Regions from separate parts of the Zea mays genome. Here regions 1 and 2 are each linked to region 3. The links are chromatin contacts, called in public Hi-C maps. All regions are on one chromosome and are shown on one strand. The core of a region is the stretch at or near the end of the contact, and the rest is flanking DNA. Distances in the headings are between cores, read along the strand shown.

Region 1 (2,700 bases), core at 187-2,686, 450 kb after region 3:
GGGTCGGGTATACCCGTCGGGTACCGGATACGGATAGTGCAAATACCGGTTTTTTCGGATACGGTTTTGGATATTTTTATATTCGGGACTGATATGGGTAATACTCGCATAGTGCAGCTTCAGATTCGGGTCGGATACGGAGCGAGGATTACCCAGTAAATACCCGAATATTCGGGTCAGATACGGGTACCCGAAATTCGGGTACCCATTTTTTCTTTTTCTGCATAATATAGTTATAAAATTATAACTTTATATATGAAATCGGATGAAGATAAAGTTTATATGAAAATTATAGAGCTCGAAGAGATCTCTAACTTTGTAGTACATCATTTTTTGTTTAAACACATCTTTAGGCCAAAATTATTAAAATAATGTCCAAATTTATATCAAATTAATAGACTTTGTCATTTTTATGTGGGGGGCTTAAGGTTATCTTCATGTGAGTTACTTGTGAAATCACTGTAATTATTCAAGTTTCAACATCATCAATACTTTACTTTATCATTTTCATATGAGAACTTTAGTTATATTCGTATAAATATTTATTAGTTTTTGTAACTTATTTGCAATTTTTGACTGAAACTTAAATATTTTATAATTTTTTAATATTGTGGTGTTGGTTCCATAATGTTCTTGTGATTAGTAACTTTGAAGTGCATGACGTCAATTTTATCGGTTTCTTTCCTACATTTGATCTATCATATACATGATTATGTATTGCTTAATTTATGTGTTTGTTGGATGGTTGGATAATTAATATCATCGGGACAAACTACCCGACAACTATCTGATACCTACCCGTGTAGTATTCGATATTTGTTTCTTATCCGCCCGAATTATTACTCGGTCTCGTCCTGTATCCATCCTAAATCTTAACTACCCGTATTCGGTCCTATATCTGAGAGAAATACATTAAGTTAGAATACGAGATAACCCTATATTCGACTATATCCGTCCCGTTTTCATCTCTGGCTGCGGGCTACACGCCAACTTAGACGACGTTTTAAACTATCATTGTTCGAGACCATTACCTCGTTTTATATAAGCAAATGCAAATCCCCATCGATGAGCTCGAGAAAATTTCTAGTAGTATTTGTTAACCGTACGTTTTTTATCTGAGATGGCGGCGCTGCCGCTGCGTGCCCTCACCTTTTGACTGTGCATGCGTGCTCTTCTCCTCCGCGTCTGCCTCTCTGTTCTTGTGTCAACTCTTTTCTACTTCACCCTTAGCTTTACCGGCTCGCCGTCGCCGTCCCTCCCGAAAAAAATTCACCTGCAGGAACATACTATAAATACATGCATTGCATCGTCGCGCTACATTGAAGTTGAAGGAGTGAGGAGCGCTTCTGATCGGAGCGAGGCTTCGTTCACGGCCCAAAGTAATTCTCCTCTCTAAGCGTAGCGTCAGCTTCATTGCCTGGCCAGCACACCCCAAAATGGCAGCACCTGACGGCGATCGCCTTCGCTCGACGGTGGCGGAGCCGCCGTACTCCATTTCGATCAGGAGCGAGGAGCCGCCGCGGCAGCAGCAGCAGGGCACGCTGGCGCGCAGCGACAGCGGCAGCACGGGGGAGCGGGACCGGCGGTTCGACCAGTTCAAAACCTTCGGCGGGCGCCTGGAGCGGCAGCTGTCCAGCATCCGCGGGGGCGCGCAGACGCACCCGCACCCTGCAGCCGCCGACGTCGGCGGCGGCGAGGCTAGGGACTCCGAGGCAGACACCGACGACGACGGCGAGCTCCCCACGGCCGACCGGTACTTCGCGGCCCTGGAAGGCCCCGAGCTTGAGACGCTCCGGCCGACGGAGGTGCCCGTGCTCCCCGAGGACGAGGCGTGGCCGTTCCTGCTGCGGTTCCCGATCAGCGCGTTCGGGATGTGCATGGGCGTGAGCAGCCAGGCGATGATGTGGAAGACGCTGGAGCAGGAGCCGTCCACGGCGTTCCTCCGAGTGAGCCCCGGCGTGAACGACGCGCTCTGGTGGCTCTCCGTCGCGCTCATGGTGGTCGTCTCCGCCACCTACGTCCTCAAGGCCGTCTTCTACCTGGAGGCGGTGCGGCGCGAGTTCCACCACCCGATCCGCGTCAACTTCTTCTTCGCGCCGTGGATCGCCTGCCTCTTTCTCGCCAAGGGCCTGCCGGAGCCGGTCACGGCGGTCCACCACGTTGTGTGGTACGCCCTCATGGCGCCCATCCTGTTCCTGGACATCAAGATATACGGCCAGTGGATGTCCGGCGGCGAGTGGCGGCTGTCCCGCGTGGCCAGCCCCACGAGCCACCTGGCCGTGGTGGGCAACTTCGTCGGCGCGCTGCTCGGCGCACGGATGGGCCTCCGCGAGCCGGCTCTGTTCTTCTTCGCCGTCGGGGCGGTGCACTACGTGGTGCTGTTCGTGACGCTGTACCAGCGGCTCCCCACCAACGTGCCGCTGCCTCGGGAGCTCCACCCGGTGTTCTTCCTTTTCGTGGCGACGCCGAGCGTGGCCTCCGTGGCGTGGGCCAGGATCAGCGGCGAGTTCGGCCTCGGCGCCAGGGTCGCCTACTACGTCTCGCTCTTCCTCTACGCGTCGCTGGTGGCGCGCGTCAGCTTCTTCTTCCGGGGCGTCCGCTTCTCGCTCGCGTGGTGGGCGTACACTTTCCCTGTGACGAGCGCGGCCATCGCCACCACGGTGTACGCGTCGGCGGTCACCAACGCGCTCACCCAGGCTC
Region 2 (2,700 bases), core at 26-2,525, 280 kb after region 3:
AAAATACGGTTATTTTTTGCGGCTATGTCAATGGCCGCCGAAAATAACCTTATTTTCGGCGGCCAAGCTTTGCTGCCGAAAATAACTTTGGCCGCCGAAAATAACCTTATTTTCGGCGGCCAAGCTTTGCTGCCGAAAATAACTTTGACCGCCGAAAATCATGCACAGTGTTGTTGTGGTTCGAATATCACCAGCCACAAAACACGTTAATTAATTTTTAAAAATGGTGAAAACGATAGGGCGATGGGTAGCGCAATGGCAATTGTTGATGGTTATTTCCATAATTCAAAAATGGTGTTATCTTTTTGTTCTTTACGATTCTTAAGTTGTCGAGTGCCCGAAATTTTTTGTCAAAGAACACTTTTACCGATAAAATATTTGTCGAGTTTAACACTCGGCAAAAGTCTTTAACGAGTGGAAAAAAAACTTTGCCAAGTGTTTAAGACATTTGACAAAGGAAATCAAATCCGGTAGTGCTTCATTCACGATTCCATATATACACTATAGCTATGTCCGGAATAAAATGCTGGTCCATTGTATTCAGCTAAACTATCTAAAATTTACTAAAATCATGTAAGTTTGATCGGCAGAAATACTACTGTAACATGTGTAGCCATCCATTTATATAAGCATCTGTCTCTGTCCGTGAAAGGATTTAGGTTGCTATATTATTTCGTAAAACAGAATGTATTATTTGGTATACTATTCATAGAACATATAAGCTCATTTATATATCCATATATTAAACTAGTCTACTGGTCCTAATTTTTTCTACGGTTTAGGCTTAGAAAATTAAGTATTTTTTTTCTGATGTAAATCAACCATATATGCAACTTAAACATGTAAGGGCTAATTTGGAGACTTCAATCCCATGCTCCGCCAAACTGGCTCTAAATCGCTTTCCAAATACTTAATTTGAGATCATATATACGTTCAACTACATGCTTTCTAAAAATACTAGTAAAGGACATGGCCTTTGAAAGCGGAGGGAGTGTACAGCATACGACAAGAGATTAGCAGCAGCATGAATGCATGAAGCAAGAAGATTAAGGAATCCAATTCGGGAAATCACTACAGCCGGCCGTTGCACTTTCCACTCGTCGGTTCGTTCCTTTGTTGAAGAAGAAACCCTATGCATGCCGGCCGGGTCGCCATCGCTGTTGACTGCCATCGACCGATCAACAAGCGAGGCAAGACGTGCTGAAGCAACAACGGAGCAGAGACTAGGAAATCATAGGACCAGACGACCAGTAGACCGAGCAGTCGTCGTCGTCTGGGCCCCCTGTGTATATGGATGGCGATGGAAGAAGCACGACGATGGATCCAGCAACATGCGTGCCAATCCTGCAATCCATGCCATACGCAAATTAAAGCTGGACGTGGTACTTGGTACACTTGAAAGCTACTGGTGTGGTTGAATTCTATCGTTTTCAGTTTTCTAACCGCCGGCCGGCACATTCAATTCTATCATCTGCATGCATGATCGAGGAAGCAGCAGCTAGTAGCACATCAGAATTATTGGATGGACGACTGATGGGTGCAAAATGACCTCCCGCACCGCAGCTGCGCAGGAAGCCGCGGCCGTCCGACCCGTTCGTTCGAGGTGCGGTCTGCAACGAAGGAAGGAATAGCCTTAAGCCTTGTTCGTTTGTGTCGGATTGGTGGGTCGGAACGATTCCGAGCCGGATTGCTTCTCTAATTTATATAAATTTTGATTAGCCGGAATGATTCCGGGTGCAATCCGATGTAAACGAACAAGGCCTTAGCCCGGGCCGGTCGTTAACGTACGGCGACCGCGAGACAACAATGTACATGGAACGAAGATCCACCAGTCCAGTCCAGGTCAGGAGGAGTAGCCGCAGCCGGCACAGTCAGTCAGTCATGGCATGCTAGCTAGGCTCTCTTCCAGTTCCAGGCAGCAAGCCACCGTACCGCGTGCGTTTCGTGAACTGACGTTGCTTGACGACCACGTACACAGATGCACGCATGCATTCTAGTAGATGCACGCATGGTTGCTTTATTTGGTATCCGTATCCAGCTGCTCCATCCCCCATCGAGATTGAGTTCAGACACTCAGAACAGACGAACAAATCCTTAATCCGTCTTATTAAAACAGCAAGTAGTACTGTAGCTTCAGAGACAATGCATATGCATGCATGTCCTCGTTGAGATCATATATCCTCCGTCGCCTCCCCTGAAACTCCCTCATCTGAGTTCAAATCACCTTCTTCTATGAACTGTGCCCGTGCCGGTCCAAAAACACCGACACATATTCTCAGCACTAGCTATGACTGTTGCGCTGATCAGCCACAGATCGAGGAGGAGGCGATCGTGATTAACTACATCCTCTCTCCATCGACACGTGACGACTACATTGGATCGCTACTCCAACTCTTCTTCTGTTGCACTTGTATGTGTAGCGGTAACGATGCATGGCTTCTTCCTTGCAAATTTCCTGAATGTATATCTTGTTGTGCGTGTTAGCTAGGAACTCACATACTACATACATGCATGTGTCTAATATTTGGTCCTTTTGTTATTTTGTGGTAGTAAGTCTTCCGCCTACCTAGAATTTGAAGTGCCGTGGTAATAATAAGTCAGATTTGTATCGCGCGTTTCCAAATCCAGATAGTTATTTGGAGCGCCACATTGATTATTAATCGCACCTGAGAGTCGTATCTTTGCTGGCAACAACGACTG
Region 3 (2,700 bases), core at 170-2,669:
ATAACAAACTCATTGTTATGGGTCCTGTAAAATAACTGATTAACTATACCAGTGTCGCCGGATCTCGTGTTAGAAAAACAAAAGGAGGATCCGAGGAGATGAATCAGCGTTTATTCTTTCCAGCAAAAATGCTCTGGAACTGTGTGACCCACCGTGGCTTTTGTGGAGCCCCCGTATTTGCTCTGGATCTGCAAGAGTCATTCAGCGGCACAGGATTCAGAACACGGCACGGCAAAGCAACCGCAAGGCCAAGAATCACGATGGCAACAGTTCCCAGCTGCTCACTCACCCGAAGAGAGAAGTCGGTGGCGTCCAGAATTAGTAAGCGCGCCTTGAAGTAGTGGGACAGAGCTTTCGCGAGCGACTGCAGGTAGGCCTCTGCAGAGACAGCAGCCAACAAGGTCATCATGCATCAGCGAAACAGGGGGATACAAGTGGCCACAGTACCCTCTGCCCACACGCAAGCAGCGAGCGGGGGTGGTTGTTGTTCTTGCGGCCAGGGACCGGCGGACGACGGAAACGAACCTGTGGGGCCGGAGAGCAGGATGGCGTGGCTGGCGGCGGAGAGGTTCCGGACGTGCTTCAGCAGCTCCGCGTTCTTGAGGTGGACGAAAGCCGCGCTGATGAGCACCTCCCTCGTCTGATCGCTGCAGGCAATCACACCACTACCTCAATCGCTGTCGGTGCTAGTGCCATCGTAGTAATAATGATAACAAACAAACAAACAAAGAAAAAAACTGAAGAAGCCATGTGCTGCGGCCTTTTGTGGATCAAGTAAACCCCTCTTGCTTTTGCTTTTTTCTAGAACACGGCTCCGATCGTGCCTACCTGCCGCAGCCGTACTGCTAGTACGAGCCGCTAGTCCGCAACAGCAGAGGAAACTAGTGGCACTTGTACTCGAGTGGAGTGGGGAAGCCATCTGAACAGATTCATCGAGAAGACAAGGCCTGCAGCAGCGCCGCAGATCGGTGCGTCTCGGGTGATGCGGCTGCGCCAAATCGGATCGCACTACGGAAGCCAGCCAACCGGATCTTCCTCGAACCCTACCCAGGCCGGCCACCAACCGAATCGAACTCGACGGGGTTAGTATGACCTACCTGAGGTAGTAGGGGAACTCGTCGAAGGTGACGTCGCTCTCGGGGCCGTCCAGGACCAGCCGCCGCAGCTCGGCCTCCAACTCCGCGGCGCCGGCTCCGAGACCGTCGCCTCCGTTCGGCGCCGGCTGTACTGCCCACTTGGCCGACGCAAGCCCCAGACCCACGCCGACGCCGACGCCCAGGGCCGACACCAGCAGGCTCCTCTGCTCCATGGCCGTCGTCGGAATTCGAATGCCTGCCCCGATTGATCGCCCGTCGCACGCTCGCTGGCTGTCGTCGGAGAGCGAAGAGGTGGAGCGCCAAGTGGGGTGTGCGCGTTTGTGCGGGTGGGGAAATGAGCCATGGCGGACGGGGGTGGGTGGGTTTATATAGGGAGGCGGCGGGCGGCGGGCTGGCGGGCGGAGTGAGAGAGAGAGAGAGAATAAAGTTTTTTATTTTGCGGGTCTCGTGGAAAGCAACTTTTTTGCAGGTTGCTGAGTTGGTGCTGTTTCAGCGCAACGCTGGCTACTTGTTGCGTACCGCTTTTTATTTATTTCCATATTCATTTATTTCTACCATTTCATCATTTTTTATTTGATTCTAGGAGAGTTGCCCACATCCATCCTAGATGGAGCACACCTTGTCAACATTGCTTTGGTACGTCAACTTTTGGAGGCTCCCTTGAGTAGGCTTTTTTTATCAGTTTAGGGAGTGTTTGGTTACTAGGGACTAATTTTTAGTGCCTCCATTTTATTCCACTTTGATCTATAAATTGCAAAATACGGAAACTATAACTCTATTTTAGTTTCCGTATTTGACAATTTAGGGTCTAAAGTGGAATAAAATGGAGGGACTAAAAATTAGTCCCACTAACCAAACACCCTATTAGTCATTAGTGGTATTGTAATGGGCATATGCGACGATAAAACAACACGATTTCCGGTTTATCGTGGGTTTTCTAGAGATAAATGGCTCGCTCCTATGGTCACTTTGGCAGTGAGCTAGCTCTCTAGCTTCGGCTTTGATGTTGTAATGATATCAGAAGCAAGCGCTTATAGTGGCCATCAACGAGTAGAGGAATATCTCGACATGGGCGTATACCACAACTTCAAGTGTTCCTAACTACCGTGGCTATCAGTGTCGTTATCAATTCGAAGAATTGCGACGTAGGGTGATCCTCTCTTCTCCTAGAGCAACCGATGAGCAAGCAAGTATCCTCGTGGTTTTCCTGCAACCCTCGACTATAGAAGGATGCATGCGAAAGCATTATGAGTTACTCCCACTTCGAATTTTTTGGGTGGAGTAGCTGATGACTACAAGTGTGGAGATTCAAACTATGCTACATCCCTGTTGTTGTGGGATGTTAGTGGTAGTTTACTAGTCCGCAATCTAGTATATGCAAAGTGTCAGTTGAGTGATTGCTTGTCTACTCAAATTCACCTAAAGTTTCTCATGCACAAGCACATTTGTCTTCTTTGTTGTACTAGTTCACAATCAGATATGGGTATGCCCCTACTATCCTCCTTGACGAGTCCTTGTAATTGTGCATCTAGTAATACATGTTCGACTTGGTTTGAGTCGATTCTCTACTTAATTGTGCATTTTCTTGTATGTTTTACGAGTA

What was found. Hi-C and Micro-C count contacts between places; a contact is called where the count stands out from the background.
Region 1: a Hi-C map of bundle sheath shows a contact between it and region 3, with 5 times the contacts expected there. The contact joins the promoter of LOC103637030 here to the promoter of LOC100383493 in region 3. A contact is called at or near these places in 3 of 25 Hi-C or Micro-C datasets (bundle sheath, leaf and root tip).
Region 2: a Hi-C map of leaf shows a contact between it and region 3, with 5 times the contacts expected there. The contact joins the enhancer-like site here to the promoter of LOC100383493 in region 3. A contact is called at or near these places in 4 of 25 Hi-C or Micro-C datasets (bundle sheath, ear, leaf and 1 more).

What each region holds. Positions count from the first base shown.
Region 1 is chr8:77,027,647-77,030,346 of Zm-B73-REFERENCE-NAM-5.0, forward strand. LOC103637030 (S-type anion channel SLAH3) reads left to right here and starts at 1,437. Exons shown (of 1, transcript XM_008659308.1): 1 at 1,437-2,700. The coding sequence starts at 1,437.
Region 2 is chr8:76,858,241-76,860,940 of Zm-B73-REFERENCE-NAM-5.0, forward strand. No RefSeq gene overlaps it. Among protein-coding and RNA genes, the nearest start is that of LOC103637029, 110 kb to the right of the region's middle. Within about 2 kb of position 1,276, at least 9 of the 20 cell types and tissues checked have an H3K27ac peak or open chromatin away from gene starts, as enhancers often do. A contact at or near this core is called in bundle sheath and leaf, where this site is marked.
Region 3 is chr8:76,577,253-76,579,952 of Zm-B73-REFERENCE-NAM-5.0, forward strand. LOC100383493 reads right to left here and starts at 1,420. Exons shown (of 16, transcript NM_001176141.1): 1 at 1,098-1,420; 2 at 526-665; 3 at 290-378; 4 at 153-188. The coding sequence starts at 1,309.